7 separate regions of the Mus musculus genome follow, and regions 2, 3, 4, 5, 6 and 7 are each linked to region 1. The links are chromatin contacts, called in public HiChIP or PLAC-seq and promoter capture Hi-C maps. All regions are on one chromosome and are shown on one strand. Each heading gives the region's core, a stretch centred on a gene start, on an enhancer-like site or on the middle of the called end of the contact. The rest is flanking DNA. Distances are from core to core; before and after follow the strand shown. Region 1 holds the start of Mios (meiosis regulator for oocyte development). Region 2 holds the start of Nxph1 (neurexophilin 1). Region 3 overlaps Gm35674 (a long non-coding RNA gene). Region 4 has its middle 29 kb from the start of Gm35674. Region 5 has its middle 12 kb from the start of Ica1. Region 6 overlaps Ica1 (islet cell autoantigen 1). Region 7 overlaps Ica1 (islet cell autoantigen 1).

Evidence for each region. Promoter capture Hi-C pulls out the DNA fragments that hold promoters and counts their contacts. HiChIP or PLAC-seq counts read pairs in DNA pulled down with a chosen protein or histone mark.
Region 2: a contact with region 1 is called in a promoter capture Hi-C map of liver, with 3 times the contacts expected there. The contact joins the promoter of Nxph1 here to the promoter of Mios in region 1. A contact is called at or near these places in 4 of 39 promoter capture datasets (liver, second pharyngeal arch cranial neural crest and stem cell-derived epiblast-like cells) and 1 of 115 datasets of contacts at active chromatin or transcription factors (bone marrow-derived macrophages).
Region 3: a contact with region 1 is called in an H3K4me3 HiChIP or PLAC-seq map of stem cell-derived neural progenitor cells, with 4 times the contacts expected there. The contact joins the enhancer-like site here to the promoter of Mios in region 1. A contact is called at or near these places in 7 of 39 promoter capture datasets (HPC-7-derived erythroid cells, cranial neural crest, embryonic stem cells and 3 more) and 2 of 115 datasets of contacts at active chromatin or transcription factors (large pre-B cells and stem cell-derived neural progenitor cells).
Region 4: a promoter capture Hi-C map of liver shows a contact between it and region 1, with 2.8 times the contacts expected there. The contact joins the enhancer-like site here to the promoter of Mios in region 1. A contact is called at or near these places in 8 of 39 promoter capture datasets (the HPC-7 cell line, cranial neural crest, embryonic stem cells and 4 more) and 4 of 115 datasets of contacts at active chromatin or transcription factors (bone marrow-derived macrophages, extraembryonic endoderm stem cells, large pre-B cells and 1 more).
Region 5: an H3K4me3 HiChIP or PLAC-seq map of the 230-238 cell line shows a contact between it and region 1, with 13 read pairs. The contact joins the enhancer-like site here to the promoter of Mios in region 1. A contact is called at or near these places in 19 of 39 promoter capture datasets (the 3T3-L1 cell line, the C10 cell line, the HPC-7 cell line and 12 more), 1 of 484 Hi-C or Micro-C datasets (LSK cells), 10 of 115 datasets of contacts at active chromatin or transcription factors (the 230-238 cell line, bone marrow-derived dendritic cells, bone marrow-derived macrophages and 6 more) and 3 of 9 other capture datasets (adipose tissue, embryonic stem cells and liver).
Region 6: a contact with region 1 is called in a promoter capture Hi-C map of the C10 cell line, with 6 times the contacts expected there. The contact joins the enhancer-like site here to the promoter of Mios in region 1. A contact is called at or near these places in 19 of 39 promoter capture datasets (the 3T3-L1 cell line, 3T3-L1-derived adipocytes, the C10 cell line and 13 more), 3 of 484 Hi-C or Micro-C datasets (CD8 T cells, bone marrow-derived macrophages and nephron progenitors), 19 of 115 datasets of contacts at active chromatin or transcription factors (the 230-238 cell line, bone marrow-derived dendritic cells, bone marrow-derived macrophages and 13 more) and 3 of 9 other capture datasets (adipose tissue, liver and macrophages).
Region 7: a contact with region 1 is called in a promoter capture Hi-C map of pre-B cells, with 9 times the contacts expected there. The contact joins the enhancer-like site here to the promoter of Mios in region 1. A contact is called at or near these places in 16 of 39 promoter capture datasets (the 3T3-L1 cell line, 3T3-L1-derived adipocytes, the C10 cell line and 10 more), 3 of 15 datasets of contacts at CTCF or cohesin (the NIH/3T3 cell line, large pre-B cells and pro-B cells), 35 of 484 Hi-C or Micro-C datasets (B cells, CD4 T cells, CD8 T cells and 23 more), 32 of 115 datasets of contacts at active chromatin or transcription factors (the 230-238 cell line, CD8 T cells, the NIH/3T3 cell line and 25 more) and 5 of 9 other capture datasets (adipose tissue, embryonic stem cells, liver and 2 more).

Annotation. Positions count from the first base shown.
Region 1 is chr6:8,207,723-8,210,670 of GRCm38.p6, reverse strand. It overlaps Mios (meiosis regulator for oocyte development), which reads right to left and starts at 1,444. Exons shown (of 12, transcript NM_145374.2): 1 at 1,260-1,444.
Region 2 is chr6:8,948,524-8,951,471 of GRCm38.p6, reverse strand. It overlaps Nxph1 (neurexophilin 1), which reads right to left and starts at 1,453. Exons shown (of 2, transcript NM_008751.5): 1 at 1,165-1,453. The coding sequence starts at 1,218.
Region 3 is chr6:8,895,508-8,898,455 of GRCm38.p6, reverse strand. The region is part of intron 2 of Gm35674 (a long non-coding RNA gene); the gene reads right to left. Among named protein-coding and RNA genes, the nearest start is that of Gm35674, 3.9 kb to the right of the region's middle. Within about 2 kb of position 1,380, at least 34 of the 459 cell types and tissues checked have an H3K27ac peak or open chromatin away from gene starts, as enhancers often do. A contact at or near this core is called in stem cell-derived neural progenitor cells, where this site is marked.
Region 4 is chr6:8,862,553-8,865,500 of GRCm38.p6, reverse strand. No RefSeq gene overlaps it. Among named protein-coding and RNA genes, the nearest start is that of Gm35674, 29 kb to the left of the region's middle. Within about 2 kb of position 1,435, at least 7 of the 459 cell types and tissues checked have an H3K27ac peak or open chromatin away from gene starts, as enhancers often do. A contact at or near this core is called in liver, where this site is marked.
Region 5 is chr6:8,789,289-8,792,236 of GRCm38.p6, reverse strand. No RefSeq gene overlaps it. Among named protein-coding and RNA genes, the nearest start is that of Ica1, 12 kb to the right of the region's middle. Within about 2 kb of position 1,391, at least 8 of the 459 cell types and tissues checked have an H3K27ac peak or open chromatin away from gene starts, as enhancers often do. A contact at or near this core is called in the 230-238 cell line, where this site is marked.
Region 6 is chr6:8,751,552-8,754,499 of GRCm38.p6, reverse strand. The region is part of intron 3 of Ica1 (islet cell autoantigen 1); the gene reads left to right. Among named protein-coding and RNA genes, the nearest start is that of Ica1, 25 kb to the left of the region's middle. Within about 2 kb of position 1,474, at least 46 of the 459 cell types and tissues checked have an H3K27ac peak or open chromatin away from gene starts, as enhancers often do. A contact at or near this core is called in neutrophils, where this site is marked.
Region 7 is chr6:8,731,151-8,734,098 of GRCm38.p6, reverse strand. The region is part of intron 6 of Ica1 (islet cell autoantigen 1); the gene reads left to right. Among named protein-coding and RNA genes, the nearest start is that of Ica1, 46 kb to the left of the region's middle. Within about 2 kb of position 1,423, at least 60 of the 459 cell types and tissues checked have an H3K27ac peak or open chromatin away from gene starts, as enhancers often do. A contact at or near this core is called in the 230-238 cell line, CD8 T cells, the HPC-7 cell line and 10 more, where this site is marked.

The sequences.
Region 1 (2,948 bases), core at 195-2,694:
TCCTGTTAAGAAATCTAACACTCTATACAAATGGGTCCTTGCTTATTAACATACATAATATAAATACGGAGGACAGCAAAAAACAAAACAAGCAAACAACAACAAAAACCAGTAAGGGCTCAGAAAGTCTTTCATGCACTTATTAGTTTAGACGATTACAAGTCCCTTATGACTTGGGTAACATCTAAGTAATTTCCACCACACAAAGTTCTAACACCAACTCATCACAGTTGAGTTCTCTGCTTCATACAGATGTTGTTGTCCCTATTTAGTTCTTTCAACCAGTCCTGGAAGTGAATGCTTTCAGATGCTGGAGACAACTGCCAAATCCATGGAGGGGCTAAGAGATGGCAATAATTTAGGTCCTCACCTTCAAATTTAGTCAGTGTTCATTTCCCTTCAATGGTTCCCCACAAGTCACCACCAGAACATGGGTAACACTATCCAAAAGAAATTTAGTGAACCACCACTTATAATTCTCTAGCGGGCACATTTCAGAAGTAGCAAACGAAATTTAGAATATCTTTTAATTTAACCTATCAAATAAGAAATAATTTAAAATATACAACACTGTAAAAAATACGAAAGTTTTTATATTTTTATTAAATCTTGGGAATCCAGTCTATACACTTACAAAGCATCTTAACCCCACGTGGCAACTGGGCACACATTCAAAACACTGTCATAACGCAAAACATACAATTATATGGTCTGTCGTCTTTCTTTCCGCGCTAAGTAAACGATAGCAGTTTCAGGAAATTTGGAGTACTACCATCTCCACAAGACATTGCGCATCTATATTTTCGTTAAACTATAGTTATTCAAAAAAGCCAACAAGAGCAGTCGTTTGCTGAGCCATTCCTCTCAAGGAATTTGCATTATTCGTGTCGGTAGGGAACAGAGCTCACGGGGGTGACAGGCCCTTTAACAAGGATTTGATTGGGTACAACTGGAACTCATCGTGTTGTTATTCCGGGTAAACCAGGAATCTGATCGTGACTCCCACGGTCCAGACACCTGGCTGAGCCGCTGGGCGGCGGGGGACGCGGCTCCGCACTCCCGGCGCGGCCGCACGGAGGACGGTCGCCACGCGGCCGCGGGACGCCCCAAGGCTCCACACGAGGCCCGCCAGCAGCCCGGTGCCGTGACCATCGCACTGATCGAGCGGAACGCCACCCGCCGGCGAGGCTCTGAGGAAGCGGCCGCGGCTGCCACCCCGGGCCTCACGCAGACACCCGCTCCGGGCCGCACTCACTGACCTGAGGAGGTGGCCTGTCGCCACACAGACGTTTCCGGCCTGTACGCCGCCCCTCCCGCCGCGGGAGACGGGCGCGGGCAAGATGGCCGCCGAAGCACGGGCGGTGACCCGGGCCACCCGCTGGGCCCCCGACCAAACCACCCTGCCGCCTCCGAAGCAGACCTCCTCGCCGCGAGCCCCGCCTTCCCCTCGCCCGGCACCGCCCCGGGGCGGGGCCGCCGCGCGGAGACCCCGCCTTCCTCCCGAGCGCTCCGCGCTTGAGTTGAGCCCCTTCCGTCGCCCTCTTGTGGGCAGGGCCACAACCTAGAGTCCCCGCCTCCCTCTCGAGCGCTCCGCCCAGTGTGGGCCCTGCCCCGGGACCCCTCTCCAGCAAGCCAGCCATTCTTTAACCCTGCTCTCATGGAATTTGATTATTTCTCTGAAGCCAGCTACCATGGTCGTGGTGGTACACACATTTTAGCATATGTGAGACATTTTAATTTCCACTGAACAGAGAGGATGGGCGATTTCGTAAAAACTTAAGGATTTGGGGCTCATAATTCGATTTCAGTTATTCCAAAAAGAGGTCATGAATGCCTTGTTGAGTCACACCGTGTTGGGATATAGGAATGAGAAAAAAAAAAAAAAAAAAAAAAAAGACCCTTGTAGGAAACAGGACAAAAGAGTGATGGCTTTTTTAAGCTACCTGGGAGAGCACCTCCCTCAGGTTGGGTGGGGCATCAGAAGAACTTCCTTGAGGATCACTAGACTAAGAAAGACAAACATGGATTGGTCACAGAAAAGTTAAAGACGGAAACAACTGGAAGAGAAAGGCCTTCTAGAACTGAATACTGTGTCAGGAAACAGGATACAGCAATGGGAAAGCAAGTCTCTCATTTACCTGTGAGTTTGCTTATGAAGTCTCAGTAACCACTGACCAGTCAAAGCCTGAAAATATTAGGTGAACGATTCGAATTAAAGAACACCTAAATTTGAATTTTAGAATGTTATGAAATCTTTCTGAGTCCTGTTCAGTCCGATCCTGAACATCATTCAACTACCCATAGTCACAGTGTACCCAAGCTGCAATCTGGGCCATCAGATCTGTCTGTCAGTGCTCACCTTCAAGTGACCCTTACCAAGTAGCAGCATACTACAATACATCACAATACATCAATCACTCCATTTTGTCTTAACATGTAGGTATTGACAAATCATGCTTATAAGCATGAGAGAGAGAGAGAGAGAGAGAGAGAGAGAGAGAGAGAGAGAGAGAGAGAGATTCACATATGATTTATTATAGTGCTGTTGGCCCTCCAGATCCTCTAGCTCTGCCTGTGCAGGTTCAACCACCACAGATCAAAATGTTTTTAAAATTGGGTATGGTAGTGTTCGTCTATAATATCAACACTCCCGAGGTTGAAGCAGAAGGATCAAAGAATTAAAAGATAGACTCAACAATATACTGAGTTTGAGCTAGGCTAGCTACATGAAAATAACTTTCTCTTATGTCTGTCTGTCTTTCCATACATATGTGTGTGTGTATATATATATATATATATATATATATATATATATATCAATCAAACTTGTACATTTTCCTTGTCATGTTTTACTATAAAATGTAGTATAGGAATTCTTTACATATCATTTATAGTGTGTAACTATTATAAGTAATGTAGAAATAGGTACAGAGAATGTATGTAGGTTA
Region 2 (2,948 bases), core at 204-2,703, 740 kb before region 1:
CGCGCATATGTACCGGATTCACAGAACTCTCAGCCCCGCGATCGCAGGCGCCAGAGCTAAGACCGAAAAACACGGCCACTTGCAGGGATAGCACAGTATCCGGGCTGGTGGATTCTGAAGCTCTTGGGAATGAAAGACACTAACACCACTCTTAGTCCCATTTATCCAGCCGGTTTAGAAAACTCCAGCTGCTACCGCAGCGCCTGCGCTCCTCGCCCCTCCACAGAACACCTTGAGTTTTCGGTGCACTCCCGTGGCCCGGAATCTGCTGTGGAGTTCAGAACACTAGGCTCAACCTCGCCGGCAGAACGCGAGTGTCCCTGGCCCTCTGAGAAATCAAACGCGGAGAAAATATCACACTCTCCTAGGCTCGCGGTGATGCCCACAACTCCCTAGCCACACAGAGCGATTCTCCCCGCGTCGGTTCTAAGATTGTGTCAAGTCCAAACCTCCGAAAACTGATTCTGGAGGAACCTGGACAGGACAAGATTCTCTCCCTAGTGACAAGGCTTGCCATTCCCTAAAAAGAAACCCCTCACTGAAACTATGCTTCTGTTATTTAATGGCAACTGGACCTTGGAAGGCGAGAGAGGGTTATGTTTGCAGGTGTATCTCTGACCTAACTGCCTGGTCGTTTGCTATGTGTCTGGCGGATAAACTTACACCAGCTGCACCCCTGTAAGTCTCAGGGAGTTACCTGCACTTTCTTGATGTGCCACAAACCCAAATTGGGGGCGCTGGGGCAGTGGGGCAGTGAGTAGATTCCTGTTCGGCTCTTCAAGCCCACCTCCACCCCCTTTCATTTAAACTAGGTGGGGGAAGAAGTGCTGCTAAGAGTTTCATGATTCCCAATACCTTTCTTCTCCCCTTCCTCCCAAGGCATCCTCGCCTACTACCTCCTGGTTTCTGGACCTGTAAGGTCCTGTTAAGAATCATGATCCGGGAGACGGAAAATAGAGCAAAAAATGAGGATGAGAGCCTGAAAAACTCTCGCAGGAATCCAAACCAAAGCTTCCCAAAGTTCTTCCACTCTCTGGGAACACTCAGCTCTCACTGAACTGGCGGCCTCGCCCTCCCGCACCCCCCCCCCTCTCACCCCAGTTGCTTGGCCTCCAGGCTAGGGAGGTATCTCAAAGATGCCGGACCGGACCGATCGCCACTTACCAAGTAGACGGTGGGCTGCAGGAGGAGAAGAACGTACCAGCACGCAGCCTGCATCCTCCCTCCTCTCAAACTTCCTTGGCGGTGCCTTGGCTGAGTCTTTGTTCCTTCAAAAACATAGATCCACCTGACATCCACTTTACAGAGCAGGGAGCGCTCTCAGCAGCCTAGATACAAATGAAATTAGACATCCCATGACCACGCGGACAAGGCTGACGATCAAGCGAGGGGAAAGGGGCTCTTGGTGTGGAGTGATGGAGTCAAAAAGCTTGGAAGGGGGACGCAAAGATTGGAAAAGCGAGCCAATCCAGCTCCAGGAACAAGCGAGTGCGGTCCGCAGGCGGGCGGGCGAGCGAGCGGGCGGGCTTGAGCGGTGGCAGGGGGTTCCCAGAGCCCGGCGCGTCTCGGAAGCCAGCGCCCGAACGGCGGAGGCCAGAAGGGGTTAGGCACAGAGAGAGCAGCTCACAGGCTGGTTAGGAGGCCAACTGTCTCTGGCAGCCAGACCTGCCCTAGTGTTTGAAGGCGGGAGGCTGGGACTAAAGGCGGCGGCTGGTTCTTCGCCAGCCCTGGCAGGGTTCACACACGTACACAGCAGCAGAGAGAGATAGCAAAAGCAAGCGAGCAAGAGACTGAGAGAGGGGGGTGCGGGCAGGGCAAGGGTAGGTAGAACTGACCCGGATTAGGTACCCGTGAAATGGGGGTGGGGAGGGGGGTGCAATTTGCATATAGGAAAGCGGGGCTCAGTTTACCCATTTGAACCTCCTGAAATACAGATAGACACCCACAATCACATCCCTAGCACTACTTTTTTGAACGAAGGGGCACAGCCAGTTGCTAACTTCTACAGTAGAAACCTGTCTGGGACTCTGAGGGTCACCTATTAGACATGCCTTATGCCCAAGAAGAGTTTCACCCCGCTGTCCCTTCCTGGTGATGACCACCACCCTGCCCCAACGTGTCCCTGCCAAGAACGGTGGAGGCGACCGGTACATACCGCACAGGACTGGAGGCAAATGCAGCGAGCAAGAACCGCTCTGAACAGGCTCCATGGAGGAGCTACTACGGCCTGGAGTCTCCAGCGCCCGGGACGTGCCCTCCCCGGAGCTCCGTCTCCATGCTCGGGCGAGGACAGGTCCAGCTGCCTCGTCCAGCCTTGGCGGAGTCGTTGTCCCAGTGCCCGGGTCGCGATCCGGATTGGTCCGCGGGAGCCTAGGCTTGGCACAGTTGAATTCCCGGTGCAGGAAACTTAAGAGGCAAGAGAAGGAGGGGCAGGTAGAGAAGACGACGGAGGAAGGAAGAAAGGGAGGGAGAGAGACGAATGCGCCCGGTTGCTGCACCCGACCGACCCGGACTGCCTGTGTTGGCACTGACACCAGCAGCCTAGGACTCCCGGATTTCCGCGGTTGCCAGAGGATAGAGAATGACTTAAGGGGAGGAGACTGGGCAAGTCCTCCGGACTTGAACTTGAGCGATAAGACCCGAACCTTTCGGAAGAAAAAGAAAGCCACACAACAGGCGCGATGAGTCCCAGTTTCAGAAGGGGTGTGGTGACGAAATTTTGGAAGCTGCAAGCACAGGAAGCAGCCCCAGCTTTACCAGCAAGGCTGGAAAGCCCCAAGGCGACTAAGGATTGGTGTCGCGGGCGCTGTCCGAGGTCCTGCCCGGCCACGGGGGGACGCTCCGCAGAGCGCGGTTTCAACTCCCCGCCGCGACTGAGCGGTTTTCTCTTCCCGGTCGCGGCTGGTCGAGCCTACAGCCGGGACACCAACAATTACATTGACACGTGG
Region 3 (2,948 bases), core at 131-2,630, 690 kb before region 1:
GAGCATTGCCCTGCAGGGTCTCTGACTTCTGTTACTGTCACATTTTTGTCTCTCAGCCACACCAGGAATGGATCTCCGAGATATGGTAGTGTTTATCTCCCGTTGACCCTGTGGATTAAAATGCCTGAGAAACTGGTCTACATCCATAGAGCAGTGGAAAACCAGGACTGGTGGATTTTATGGACCCAAAATGTGTACTGAAGCAAGCATGAGCTGGGGAAAGGACCCGAACTTAGTCCTTTGCTTGAGTGTTAAAATGGATGGTTCTTAAAAAAAAAAAAAAAAAAAAAAAAAAAACATAAAAAATACCATAGCCATGGTAAACATATTTCAACCACTAAATCTCAGATGATGTAAACAAGCCCATTAAAATAACCTTAAATTTTTAGCAAAATAGCAATTAGTCAAGGAATTTTATAGCCTTTTTAGGGGGGTTAATCTTGCTGTTATTGATACTAGGCAGTCTTGGAAACATGATTAAAATCCTAACCTTAGGTCAATAAACACAATACTCTTGATTTCAAGCTTTTCCTTGAGGCAAACCTGACAAGTCCAATACAGACAGAAGCACGGAAGTCGATTATGGGGGAAATGCAAGTAGCCCGTGTGTCTACTTCCTTTTGGTCGTCTTCTCCTTTTAATCAATAACACACTGAGTCTCCAGATTCTATTGAATTCAGTTTACAAAGCCTTTTGTTTTGTTTGTTTCTTGTTGTTGTTGTTCTCACCTGTCGCTAAGAAAAATCATTCATGGCATCGTGGATCTGAACTAGCGGAGACTGCATGAATCAAAAAGGTAAAAAAAAAAAAAAAAAAGAAAAAAGAAAAGAAAAAATGCTCCCTCCCCAGAGAGGCAGCCAGCTGTCTCATTGATTCAGCTCTGCTCTTGGCTGATTTGGAGGCTACCTTGGCATCTGATCCAGAGAGTGCAGTATAATAAGGTACAACAATGGAAACTGTTACCAGGGAGAAACAGAACATCTGGTCTGGAACAAAAGCAGAGTCCATTGCTAAGAACCCGTCTGGACATCATCGTTCGAGCGTGAATATATGCCTGGTCCTGTCACCTGAAAGAAGAGCTCTTTGGAGCCAACTCAGAGAAGAGAACACAGAGCAACAAGGAAAAGAAACCCCAAGGAAGAAATTATGTGTCATTTTCTCAGAGCTTTTGCCTAAATGTAGAATAATTTCCAATCAGTCTTCTGGGAGTTTGATTTTTCAAAACCTGAAATTTGAAACCAGCAGGGATGTACTGGTTTGTGCCTTTTCATTCTGCGGTGTGAGATTTGTGGGATTTTCTGTTTGTTTAGCTTTGTTGGGATGGCTAAAGCGTCCTTTGCCGTCCTGCTGTTATAAGCAGAGCTAATGATTGGCATGCATTTTGTAGAACTATTTTAACTGCCAAGGACCTACTGATGCAGACAGCCACTCAGAGACCAATGAGAAGGGAGCCATACACACCAGCCACGTGCCTCCTCCCAAGCTGGGCGTCTACATGGCCCAGGAGGGGCTTTGGCTGTCCAGGTTGCTTTTTAAGCTTATAAGCTTATTGTTGTTATTTTGGTTGCTGTAAATACTGAGCAACACCTTCAGAAAAGGAGAATCTGACTTCCAATTGCCTTAAAATGCTGATTAAAAGGTGGTGGTGTGCGTAGGGGGGGTGTTTTCCCTGTTGACAAAGGCCCTGTCAAAGTGAGAGCCATTGTACTCAACATAAGGTTTGTGCATTTCATTCTTTTCCAGAACCATCTGTCTGGATTTAATTCACTGATAATTTTATCAGTCTCCCCATGCTTTGCCTGAAACCTCTCCATTGCATTTTTTATTCTCCACAGATGTTAACTCTTTGAATGACAGTCTCAATGCCTTTAGAATTTTGATGAAGACACGCACTCTCTCTGAAGGATCCATGCCACCAGCAGCTCTTCCCCATCGAATACAAGTCCTGGGTTAGGGCACATGCACTTGCAATAAAAGTCTGTAAATTTGTTCAGACTTTCCAACCAACTGATGGAAGAGATGTCCCAAGCTAAAAGATTCCGGTGAAATGAAGAAAACAGGCTAATCTGCTTTGTAGATTTGCCTCATTCTAGTACAGCACTTGGTCTTGCAGGTGTTGCCACTACTTTCCGGTTGAACATAACCCAACCCTCAGGGGAAATGTCTTCCTCAAACTGAAGAATCGTTGCTCTCTTCACTAGCACTGAAACCAGTTCTTGGGCAACCACAAACACCCTGATATTGGTTTTGTGCCTGCAGAATCACAGGTTTCACTGGGACACATCCTTCTAAGATGCAGGAATGAAACAATGGCCAGAAAAGAAAGGGTTGACTCCGTGGTATTCCAAACCCAAGGAGCGTGGCCTGGGAGAATGATGGAGAAACACAGCCCTTCAATTAAAAGAGTAGATGGCACTTTTAAAAATCGAATGCTCAATAATGAAAATGTACTGCTTAGAATCGGAGCTGATGATGACAATTATTATTATTGTTCCTGTGAACAGCAACGTGATATACTAGCTAAAAGTGTAACTCTTCTCATGCAGATTTACTTGTGAGACTTGTGTTCAGTTTTTCTGAGTTTGAAGATTAGTTGTGGCCATAAACCAGGCCTTCAAAGTAGAAAGAAAACAAAAAACAAAAACAAAAAACTCTATTTAAAGCATAGTTTATTAAAGACTTTCAAAGGAGGCACCTAGGGGAGAGTTGATATGAAATGATAAAGGCTACTGTTTGCCAAAATGCCCCTTTCCTCCTGGATCAACATCATTTCCCAGGCCCCCTGTGGCTAGGTAGATGCCAACTGACTGCCGGATACAGGATGACTGATAAGCGGTGATGCTGTTCAGTTGGCAACCTAAAACTCTTCTGATGTGATCCTCCCGCCATCCTTCTTTATTGCTTTCTGATAAAGTGAAATGCCGAGTCATTCATTCCACAAACCCCAG
Region 4 (2,948 bases), core at 186-2,685, 650 kb before region 1:
CAGGGCTTGGTGTTCCTGGCCTTGGGGTTGGAGAAGACCATGATGAGAGAGAGAAGAAAGTAGCGAGAGATGAGAATGACACCATGGGTTGGGATTCAAGAAAGCATGTCCATGAGAGCTGGCCCAGATGAAACATAATAAGTAGTAACTCTGGGTTAATGGTAGAAAAGTAGATTGTAATAGAGGGTATATATCTGCCCAGCTCTAGTGCTGATTAAGGCTTATTGTAAGTAATAAAAGTTATGTGTCCTTTATTCAGGAACTGAATGATCAAAGGTGGGGTAGAAGCCCAGATTGAGATTATATATTTTCTACAATACAGAAAGGCAACAGATCTATATGTAAAAGTATATGGATCCTTATATAAATCCTGATGAAGCTTGCAGGATCATTTAGCAAGTTGTCAAATGACCAGAAACCCATCTGAGACCTACAGACCAAGAATCTCTTGGGTAATAGGCCACTGAACAAGGAAGGCAGATTACTTAGAAAATTTTTGATTCTGACGATTTCACATATCCTTCCTTAGCTCCAATCCAATAGTCCTATCTGATAGCTATTGAATAATGGAGTTTAAATTATCTTAGACTCTTATCATAGCTTCAGTGGCCATCTTTCAATGTAGTTCTTCCTCATTCCATTCCTATTATAATTTCTAGTGAAAGAAAAATATCAAAAAGTCATTCAAATTCGTAGACTAAAGATATATCTATACTGACAAAGTAAAGTATTGGATAAAATTCATTACCTTGATAAAGTAATGAGCAGGAACAGTCACTGTGAATAATCGAGCCAAAGGAACTTTTTCTCTCAGTGGTTGCTTACTTTGGGGCTGATTTATCCATGTAATTGCCAACGCTTTTCATTTTATTTTGCCCATGTCAACACAAGGAAGTTTCTGCACTTGATTTTGAAAGCTTCACTATTTCATGTCACGTTAGCAAGTGAGACACACATATCCAAATTCTGGATGGGGTTCTTGTGACAAATGACTTCTACGGTTTGCACGTGTCTCTTCAATGACAGCTGTTGGGAAGAAACGTCACTTCCCAGCTGCATAACTTGACCCTTCTCTCCCTTGTGAATTAGGAGGAATTGAATGTTTAGCTTTAAAGTGGCACTTCACACTCCTCTCATTGAGTAACGTAATCATGCCCAGACAAAAAGGAAAAAGAAAAAAAAATCCATCATTGGCAACTGATGGGGAAAACAGTCCTCTCAATGCAAAGATAATAAGCAGAATGTTCCCCCGGTCTTGTTTCTTAATTCTCCTTATTGTATTTTATTAAATGACGCAGTTTGAAATTAAGGCTCTGGCAACCTTTGTGCCTGCATCTAAGAGCCAAACAGAAACACAGTTAAAAGTGCAGTATAAGCCCCTTCCAAAGGCCATCTGCTTTCTTTCTGTTATGAAACGCTAAAGACAATATTTATACCACAAATATAAGCCTGGATTCTGAAGTTGCTTGGAAGCAGGATTAGTGGAGCATTAGAAAACCTGGTTAGGCTTTGTTAATTAATAACTAATCCAGAGCTGGTCATTGTACTCATTCAATTTTTCAAACTTTTGTTCCTCTGTTCTCTTGAAAAACAGTATTCAAGGTTCTCTGTGTACCAGAAATAGTAGGAATGTATTCCTATTTCCACATAATCAAAGAAGAAAATGATTCTAGCATCTCTATCTTGCCAGTCTAGTTAGGTTGCTGGAAGTACTACCATCAAGTCTATAACAAATTTAAATGTCTGTGCTTTGTGTCTACCAATAAACAACCAGAGAAAAGTGAATACTCATTCCGTATCCTATGCAAAAAAAAAAAAAAAAAAAAAAAAAAAATCTAAATATGATTGTGACTTAGGGGAGAATGTGTTTATCTACTATCAATTTTATTGTTAATTTTCACCTGATAAAACATTTTTCTATTATTTTTACCCTTTCAGAATTGGGAAACTAATGATCGTAGCGTTTCTAAAATGTCATTGTGGGTGTTGGAGAAATGCCTCAATGATTAAGAACATTGACTGCCCCTCAAGAGGAACAATTCCCAGAACACACAAAAACTTCAGTAACTCCAGTTCCAGGGGATCCAGATGCCCTCTTTGGCCTCCAGGGCTACTACATGTATATACATGCACAGATAACATGCAGGCAAAACACCCACACACATAAAATTAAAAATAAAGATCAAAATAAATTTAAAATTACTAAGCACCCAATGTCTTCTTAAACTTCTGTTCTGTTTTCCCCATTCTGATCTAACAATCCCATATACCCATGATCCACAGTGAAATGAGACAGAATCATGGAGATTAATTTTATATAAACAAAGGAAACTGCATTAAGGCTAGCAAGTGTGTTGGAATGGGGATATTTGTTTACACAGAGATTCCAGCCACTCCTAACAAATTCATAACTTATATCAAGAAAAAAATAGTCAGGTGGTGCTAACACATGCCTTTACTTCCAGCACTGGGAGCAGAGGCAGGTGGATCTCTGAGTTTGAGACCAGCCTGGTCTATAGAGTGAGTTCCAGGACAGCAAGAACTACAGAGAGAGAGAGAGAGAGAGAGAGAGAGAGAGATTTAAAAAGCCTAAAATATATAGTGATAACTTAGCAATTAAATAAAAAATAGAAAGAAATCCAATGTTAGAGGCTAGAAAAAAAGGACAGTGTCTTTTAATGATATTTGGAGAAAATTAATTCCTAATAATCTAAAATGCTTGGAATCCATGTGGCTTAGAAGAAATGTATTTACAAGTTATGGCTGTGTTTGAAAAGATTATAAATACATAAACTCAGGAAAACCTCAAGTAATTTGCACACTGAAGTAAAAGAGATATGACTATTTCTGCTACTGGGAAACTTCCAAGTTAAAAAAGTGACTATTGATTTAGGATTGGTAAAGATCCTTTCCCAATCTGTTGGTGGCCTTTTTGCCTTATTGACGGT
Region 5 (2,948 bases), core at 142-2,641, 580 kb before region 1:
TCTGCCCATCTTGGTAGAGCTCCTAGTGAGAAGCAGAGCTATACCCTACAGGGAATAACAGACAAAAGTGTCCACCCGCAGTGTGCTCCTATTTTGATGACACCTCCAGCATTTTCCGTGCAGAAATTCTAAGGAACAGTAACTAGGGTGGAAAGGCAGAGAGCCCCATTATTTGGGCAGAAAACTAAGTGGGTGCAGTAATGAAATAATTACCTTTCTCTCCATGCAAATAAGCCACTTCTCTCCACCGTATTTTCATTTTGAAATGAAAGGGAGTTCATTTTAATTAAGGAAAGTTAATGCTAATTAAACATGTGTTCTCTTTTCATATGCACAAGCAAATTTGCTTAAAGATCTCAGCAGCTCTGCAGAAAGCATAACAAAAGCATTGTTCTGCTACATGCACAATTCAAATTACCACAGAAAATAAACTCAAATTGGCTAAGATGCTTAGTTCTCATTCTTGAACGTACAGTTTCTTTAAAACTATAGTAGATTTGGGAAGGAGGCCAAATGATTTTTCTAATAAACTTTGACCCTTATTTAAGTTTGTAATGCCAGTAAGAATCAGAAAAAAAAAAGGTTTTAATGATATTTTTAATTTTCTAAGCTTCATTCTTACAGTTTGCTTAATTTTAATCCACCAACTGTTTTTAGTTATTAGTACTTTGGGCCTTGGATATATGAAACTACAACTGTCTACCTGGTGGGTCATTTATAGTTTAATTTTCACTAGAAAATAAATTCTTCAAAAATGGTTGAGGGTAATGGGAATTAAAATATTAAACATATGTAGTGATTCCTTAATACAGATTGCATTATATATAAATTAGTAATATAGACATTATGCATGTTGATATTTTTGAGAGAAGAGTCAGTAAAAAAGTCCATCTATGTTGAAGTTGAGACATGAATGTGAGAAAGACTTGTGATGGGGATGTGGGGAAAATAAGAGAGGTGAAGGGACAGTAATCAGAAGGTGGTATATACATTGGAAGTTGACTAAAAAAAAAAAATGACTATAAGGAAAAAGATCATGAAGCCTTCCTTCCGAAAAACTGATTTTCTGTATAGATTAGTTGCATGAGAGACAGGAAGGTGTGTGTGTGTGTGTGTGTGTGTGTGTGTGTGTGTGTGTGTGTGTGTGCGTGTGTGTCCATGCCTTTAGAGGCCAGAGCTCCAACTCAGGTGTCACTGATCAGGCCATGTCCACCTTCTTTCTTGACATAGGACATCTCACTGTTCTAGAACTCACTAATTAGGCTAGGTCCAAGAGTCCCAGGAATCCATTCTCCCAGCACAGGAGTTAACAAACGCACACCTCCCCCTCGTTTTCACTTGGGCACTGGGGATCACATTGGATCCTTGTGGATAACTACTTTACCAACTGAACTATGTCCTCAGCCAGTGTATAAACTCTTTTTATAAGCAAACCACTCCCTCAGAATGGCTCATATGTGAGTGCTCTCTTTAAGAATTAAAGAAGAAATCTTGGAGCTTGATGCTGGAATTCTTGGTTTGTTTTCCTTTATGAGGATCAGGGTGGGAACTTGGCTACTTGTTTTTATCTCCAGAGAGAAAAGCTTCTTGTTGCTATTTAGCCTGGTACCATAAATGTGTCATTCCGAGTAGATACATATTTGAAAGGATTTATCTTAGCTACTGTTCTGTTGCTTGAAGACACTGCAGGACCAGTGCAACTCCTTTTTAAGAATTGTTTTATTTATTCACATTCCAGTCACTGCTCCCCTTCAGTTTCCCCTCCACAGTTCCTCTCCCATTCCTCCTCACGCACGCACGCACGCATGCACGCACGCGCGAAGAAAGCCTACCCCTTCCCTGGGACCTCAAGTCTCTTGAGAATTAAGCGCATCTTCTCTCACTGAGGCCAGACCAGGCAGACCTCTACTATATATGTGCCAGGGACCTTAGATCAGCCCATGCATGCACCTGGTTTGTGGCTCAGTCTCTGGGAGCTCCCTGGGGTCTGGGTTAGTTGAGACTGCTGGTCTTCCTGTGGGGCCACCCTCCCTTTCAGCTTCTTCTTCAATCATCCCTGTAATTCAACCATAGCAGTTCCAATAGTAGGGTGTAAGTATCTGCTTTTGTCTGTCAGCTGTTGACAGGGGCTCTCAGAAGGCAGCCATTCCAGGTTCCCTTCTGCAGCATCATAATGTAGTAGTGTCAGGCCTTAATGTCTTGGTTTTCAGCCATTCAAGTTTCTTCTGTTGTGAATTTTCTGTTTAGCTCTGTCCTTCATATTTTAATTGGGTTATTTAGTTTTTGGAGGTTAACTTCTGGAGCTCCTTATATATTTTGGATATTAGCCCTCTGTTGGATGTAGGGTTATGAAGATCTTTTCCCAGTCTCTAGGTTGCTGATTTGCACTATTGACAGTGTCTTTACAGAGGCGTTTCACTTTCATGAGGTCCCATGTATCAGTTGTTGATCTTAGAGCCTGAGCTATTGGTATTCTCCTCAGGAAATTTCCCCCTGTGCTAATGAGTTTGAGGTTCTTTCCCACTTTCTCTTCTATTAGATCCAGTGTATCTGGTTTTGTGTGGAGGTACTTGATCCATTTGGACTTGAGCTTTGTGCAAGGTGATAAATACAGATGTATTTTAATTTTCCCACATACAAACCACCAGTTAGACCAGCACCATTTGTTGAAAATGCTTTTTTCCACTGTATGTTTTTGGCTTGTCAAAGATCAAGTGTCCATAGGTGTATGGATTGACTTCTAGGTCTTTGATTCTATTCCATTGATCACCTTGTCTGCCTCTGTACCAATACCATGCTATTTTTATTACTATTGCTTTGTACTACAGCTTGGGGTCAGGAATCAGAGACAGAATCCAAATGAACAAACTAAAAAATGAAAAGGGAGACATAACAACAGAAACTGATGAAATTAAAAAAAAAAATCAGACCCTACTATAAAAGCCTAT
Region 6 (2,948 bases), core at 225-2,724, 540 kb before region 1:
TTTAATCTACAAACTCTCCCTTGCATGTCTCTCTTCATGGGTTGTGTTTTCAAGCACTAAGTTGGAATGCATGAAATATCGTAAATTTAAGTAAGCGTTTGTTGAAATACCAAGCACAATCAAAGATTTACTCATTACATTTCAGAAACCACAGTTGAACACTCAAGCCAGGCAAATGTTTAGTTAACAGCAAACAAAATGACCTGTAAGGTAGATTCTAGAAATACTGGTACTAAGCCATGGAAAATTCTAGAATGAATTAACTAAGCAGATATTTAGTTAATCTGTGTAGCAAGTGTTTTAATATCAGGTTGATTACTGGGTTAGTATGATGAATAAAAGGCCTGCTGCATTATTGTCTTGCTGAGCATTTTTGCTTTTAGTTCTCATTACAACTTGAAAGCAAACATCAGTTCTGTGAGTGACAGGGCACTGGGAATAATAGTGTGGTCAATGGACGATAGTCTATAGGGTCTCTAAGTTTACTATGGCAGCTAAAGTTAATGAGCTGAACATTAATGAGGCTGCGATTAAAAGCTCAAAATTTCCAAGCCTTCTCAAGAGTCTTGAAACCTTAGCAAAGGGCTCAAAGCACATACAGGGTAGCTGTCAGTTATACAGGATGGCCTTTTGTGTCTATGAATCTGAGGGCAGAGGCAGATCCAGAGAAAGCTGCAAAGCTTTGTTAGGAGAGATGGGCTGGCCTTGAGACCGTAGATGCCCTGCCCTGCACAATGGGATCTGAGCTACTGTTGCCTTTGTAACAAGAATCCTTAAGTGTTCCAGCTACTATGGGGGTTAAATTAGATATGATTCCAGTAATGCATAGAATTGACTGAGTGTTTGTCATGTCTTGACAGCCTAGTACCAGAATGTTCCTGATAGACCTGACCTCTGCCTCCTTCCCCTGGGTTCTCCTCTCCTCCCCTCTCCTCTCCCCTCCCCTCCCCTCCCCTGCCCTCCCCTCCCTTTTCTCTTCCCTCTTCTTTTCCCTTTTCTCTTTTCTCCCATTCTTACACTACTCACACCACATTACAGACACTAAGGTCTTTTCTCAGATCTCTCGGTATAACCAGCTAGTTCAGGCTTGTCAAAGCCATTTCCTTGCTCTGCCTGGACACTTTGCCCTGTATCTTTCCTTGACTGACTTGATCTCATAGTTCTCACATCCTAAAGGTGAAAGTCCCTGGCTGTCTACCCACAGACTGGCTGCTCACTGCCACATGGCCTGGCTTCCTTTCGTATAGCGTACTTATTTCTGCAACAGAAACCCCTCTGGTGGGTAATGCACTATGAGATGGGGCTAAATCCTCTCATGCGCAGTCCTTGGAAAAAGTCTCAGGTGTGAGTTTGTTTGCCTGCCTCCTTGCCACAAAGAGGTCAAATTCCAAGTTAGCTCTTACTCACCACTGTGCTCCCAGCCTGTCCCAGGCGCAGTTTCAAACTGAATGACTGTGTAAATACTCACTCTATGTATGTTAGTACAGACAGTCTCAGTTCTCGACCATTTCTCTCTGCCACTGGAAATTGTGAAACAGAAGCCATGGGGTTGCTGCTTCTGAAGAGGTTCACCTTAGAACAGGGTAGAAAGAGGAAATGTCTTTTCTGATATTTGTATTGTAAATACAGTTTAAGCCATTCGAAGCTGAAGCTGTTTGTTTGTTTTTTGTAAACAATCTAGTAAATACAAACATTTATCCAAAAAGTAATTAAAGCTTGGCATAATGGTAGTCCTGTAATCCCAGGAGGTTGAAGCAGGAGGATTACCCATTTGGGCTTCACAGCAAGAACCTGTCTTAAAGACATAGTCATTTAATATTTAATTTAATTTACTACTCTCTTAAACATCTGGAGGTCCTTGCGGCAGCACTTTTATTGATGCAAGTATGCTTTCATCTAAGTATCCGCTGTCATAGGCTATGCATCCAGCAGATCTGGACTTAGTGTTTTGTCTACCCAAGGGATTTCTGTTGCAAAAACATTAATATAGGTACAGATGCGTAGAGAGAGTGGGTTGACCAGTTAGAACATGAGAATTATATGCAAGCTGTCATGGAGTGCTCTTACACTGGATGGCCTGTAGAAGGCTAATTTACTCTGCTGGCCCAGAAACGAAGTGCCCATACAAAGCTTTATTAGGGACTGTGGAAATGTCTGGTGCATAAACACATGGACCTGAGGTTAGATCTCCAGCACTCATGTGAGTAGAAATTCTTGTTGTACAAGCCTGACAACACTAGTGTGATCCCCAGAACCCACTACACTAGGGAGAACTGACTCCTCAAGTTCTCTTCTGACCTCCACCTGCACAGTATGTTACACCATATACACACACACACATACACACACACACACACACACACACACACACACACACACCATACATACATACATACATACATACATACATACATACATACATATACACACACAATAGTATTGACAAATCAAATCAAATTTTAAAATAGGGTGATTTACCACAAAGGAAGTTATACAACATTGACCTCTACCCTCCTTATATATAAATACAAGACATTGAGAAGTTAATATATAAATATTATGTTCAAGTTTAGTTTTTTAATAGCTTCCAGGACTCAGTGGACTATTTCAAAGATGGAAATGTTTGCTTTGAATATAAGTGCCTGAACTCACAGAATGAAACATCCCAAAGCTGCATTTTATTGCACCTCACCAATACCTTGATTTTTAAGAGGTCAGTAGTAAGAATGGGCCACATCATTACTCTTGGGTTCAAAAGTTAGAATTAGAACATCTCTGTTCTTACCCAGATGGCGTGTGGCCCAGAACACTGCTTTCAGGTGTTGGCAAAGAAACAAGCTGGTGTTTTCTGGTTTTTAAATTTCTTTTAATGGGGAAACACTTTTTTTTAACCTATACAAGTTGAGGGTGTAATTTAATAAATAAGTAAATTTGTTTCTTCATCAATT
Region 7 (2,948 bases), core at 174-2,673, 520 kb before region 1:
TTGTCAACTTGACGTCTAGAATCACCTAGGAGCTGGTCTCTGGGCTGAGCCTGACAAGATAGTGTTATCTTAATTACATTCATTGATGTGGGGAGACCCATCTTAATTGTAGACTGAACCATTTCATGGCTTGGGTCCTGGAGTGAATGAAGAAAAGAGGGAGAGTTGAGAGAGCAGACGATTTTCTTCTGCCTGTGAGAGCAATATGACCAGCTACTTCAAGCTCCTGCCGCCTTGATTTGCTTTTATGATAGGCTGTGCCTTGAACAATAAGCTAAAAGAAACCCATCCGCCATACAGTTGCTTTTGTCAACAGAAAAGAAACCAAGACAAATAGAAAGGACCTGGACAGAGGGGTGGGAAACAGCAGTGGTTAGCTGAGGAGTCAATGTGGGCAAAGGCCCGAGGTAGAAGCAATAGAACTCCTAGAAGCAGCATCAAGTGATGTAAATGTAGAGACATAGGTGCCTAAGCAACATGGCCTGAGAGACAAGCAAGACTAGAGAAAGAGATATAGATACACAGACACACATGCACATGCGCGAATGCGTGTACGCGCGCACACGCAAACATATTCTAGGCCTTCTAGGATCTGTGAGTGATATATGGTGGGATTCTTAGACCTGTCTGACTCCATTTGAAAGTACAAAATACACACACACACACACACACACACACACACACACACACACACACACAAATCTGTAAGGAGGGAGTGGAAAAAGTGTTGAGAAAGGGATGGGTGTTACAAAATTTGTGTTCACAACTCAGTCAGATGTCATGTTAGAACAGGGAGCAGAAGAGTAGAAACCAAATAAAATATGGCACACCTGGGTCCTGGCAGGATGAAGACCAGAGAGAAACACAGTCTGACCTCTGGTAGACTCAGTAAAGCGTCACTTTGATTACAAAGCCAGAATAAACATAAATGAAAGTCAAATTGGAAGGGAATTTTCACCTCCAACATTGGGTTAATTTCCCCCCCTAGCATTTCTCAAATGTCTTGAAACCTTTTATACAGCACAGTCACGAGTGCGCAAGACAGAGCTGGTGAGTGAAAGTTTCACATAAAACAAAGCAAATGATCTGGCACTCTCTGAAGCCCAGGGGCTAGAGATGGCTCCGCACATCAACATTAGGAGTTGTGACTAAGTGTTCCTGTCAGAGAACTGAGGACACAGAGACCAAAGCTTGCTCCTAGCCCTCTGCAAGAGCCCTGCTAGTCATCTGCTCCTTGTCAAAATGACTCGGAGAAAAGAGATATATGGAGAGTCAGGGCCACATGGAGCAGCTCTCCAGGCTACCTCGTAGGAACCCAAGGGTGGATTTATGTAGGTGGGGCTGCTTGTCCCTGTACTGTAGGAGGCTCCTCCTCACATCATGGTTCACCCTAGTACCACGCGGTATTTTATGAGTGAGGTTAGTGTGTGATATATGTGCCCTTTGAAGGTAGAGTAAGAGGGTAGGATTTAAAAATAGAACCCAGCTTCTCATAGCAGATTACATCAGCTGAAGCTGAGAGCCCAGCAGAGCCTCTGAAGTCTGTGCCCTTGAGAGCCTCTGTGGTCAATTAAGTGTCTTGTTTTTCTTGAACGTCAGAAATGGGATGGGAGGTAATTATTCTAAATGGAATAAAAGCTAGCCTAGGTGTAAGAAAATAGTTCTGAAGCCTCTAAAGAGATAGCATGGAAATGTATATGTGGGCATTTGTAGGACTCAGCCTTTATAGTCAAGGGTGCAGGAACCACTGCCTTAACCTGAGCCATTTACTAAATAGTTTAATTAAATCCTGCAGCATTAGCTCAGTGTTTCATTACAGTAATTCAAAGGGATCTCTGAAAGGCATTCTGGGAACTGTGAGTGATACAGGGTGGGATTCTTAGGCCTGTCTGTCTCCGTTAGAAATACCATTAGGTTGTAGAGCCCTGTTAATCCACTGGTCATGTCATCAAAGGACACGGTACACTAAGGCTTATTAACAAGCATGGGCAGTCTACTAGGTAGGACCTTCCTTAGAGACACCAGTCTGTAGTGACCCTGTGTCCCAGTGGTGACAGTCTGAGTCAAAGAGTTTGTTCTACAACTGATAAACAGCAGTATTGGTAATAGATGTTTCATTTTTTTTTCCCCTGTGAACAAAGACTTGGGTTAATTAATTTGACAGTTTTATTAATTACTGCTGAAATCGTTGGTTCTTGTCAGAGGTCAGGCTCTTTCAGCAATTGAGGGCAGGTCCCCGGGGAGTCGAGCCTCTAAGTATTACAGGCTTGCTCCACTCCCCTTTCTCCTGGCCCTGTGATAGAGGCCTTCAGGGTATGCCTTGCATCTCCACTCTGTGGATAAAACCAGTTTGTACTTCCATTCAAAGCCTGAGTAGGTCTGAGCCCCACCAGCAGCCAGGGTTGACTGAATAGGTAATCTTTTGTTTGGTCTGTACAGTGGGCAGATGTTAAGTAAGCAGAACTTTAACCTTCCTGGGCTTTTCTTTGTTCCTGTTTAAAAAAAAAAAGGGGGGGGGGCGCGCGCCTGACTCCATTGTCTCTTCTGCCTCTGCTCATTGTACAATTCTACATATGGGTTGAGCCCTTTTATGAAGTGAGGTGAAAATTCTTTTTATAAAGTTAATGCTCTTTTAAAATGTATCTGTTTCATAGTTTGTAGTGTTTGTTGGTTCGTTTTGGTATGTGCCCGTGTTTGTTTGCTTTAGATGTCTGACTGGAGCAGTTGTTATTTGTGGGTCCCCCCAAGCACAGTGAATCTTGCTGCCAAAATGCCACAGGAAAAGCCTAAATTTTCACATGGTACAACTTGGAAGGGAACTCATAATTACGGGCTGGCTTTCGACTCTGGCTCTCCTAGGATGAGGCCTTTGGGCCTTGGTGTCTCTGTATTGGTTTTTCTCCCTCCCTGCTTGAGGGCTACACTAAGACTAGACTAACACCCTCAGA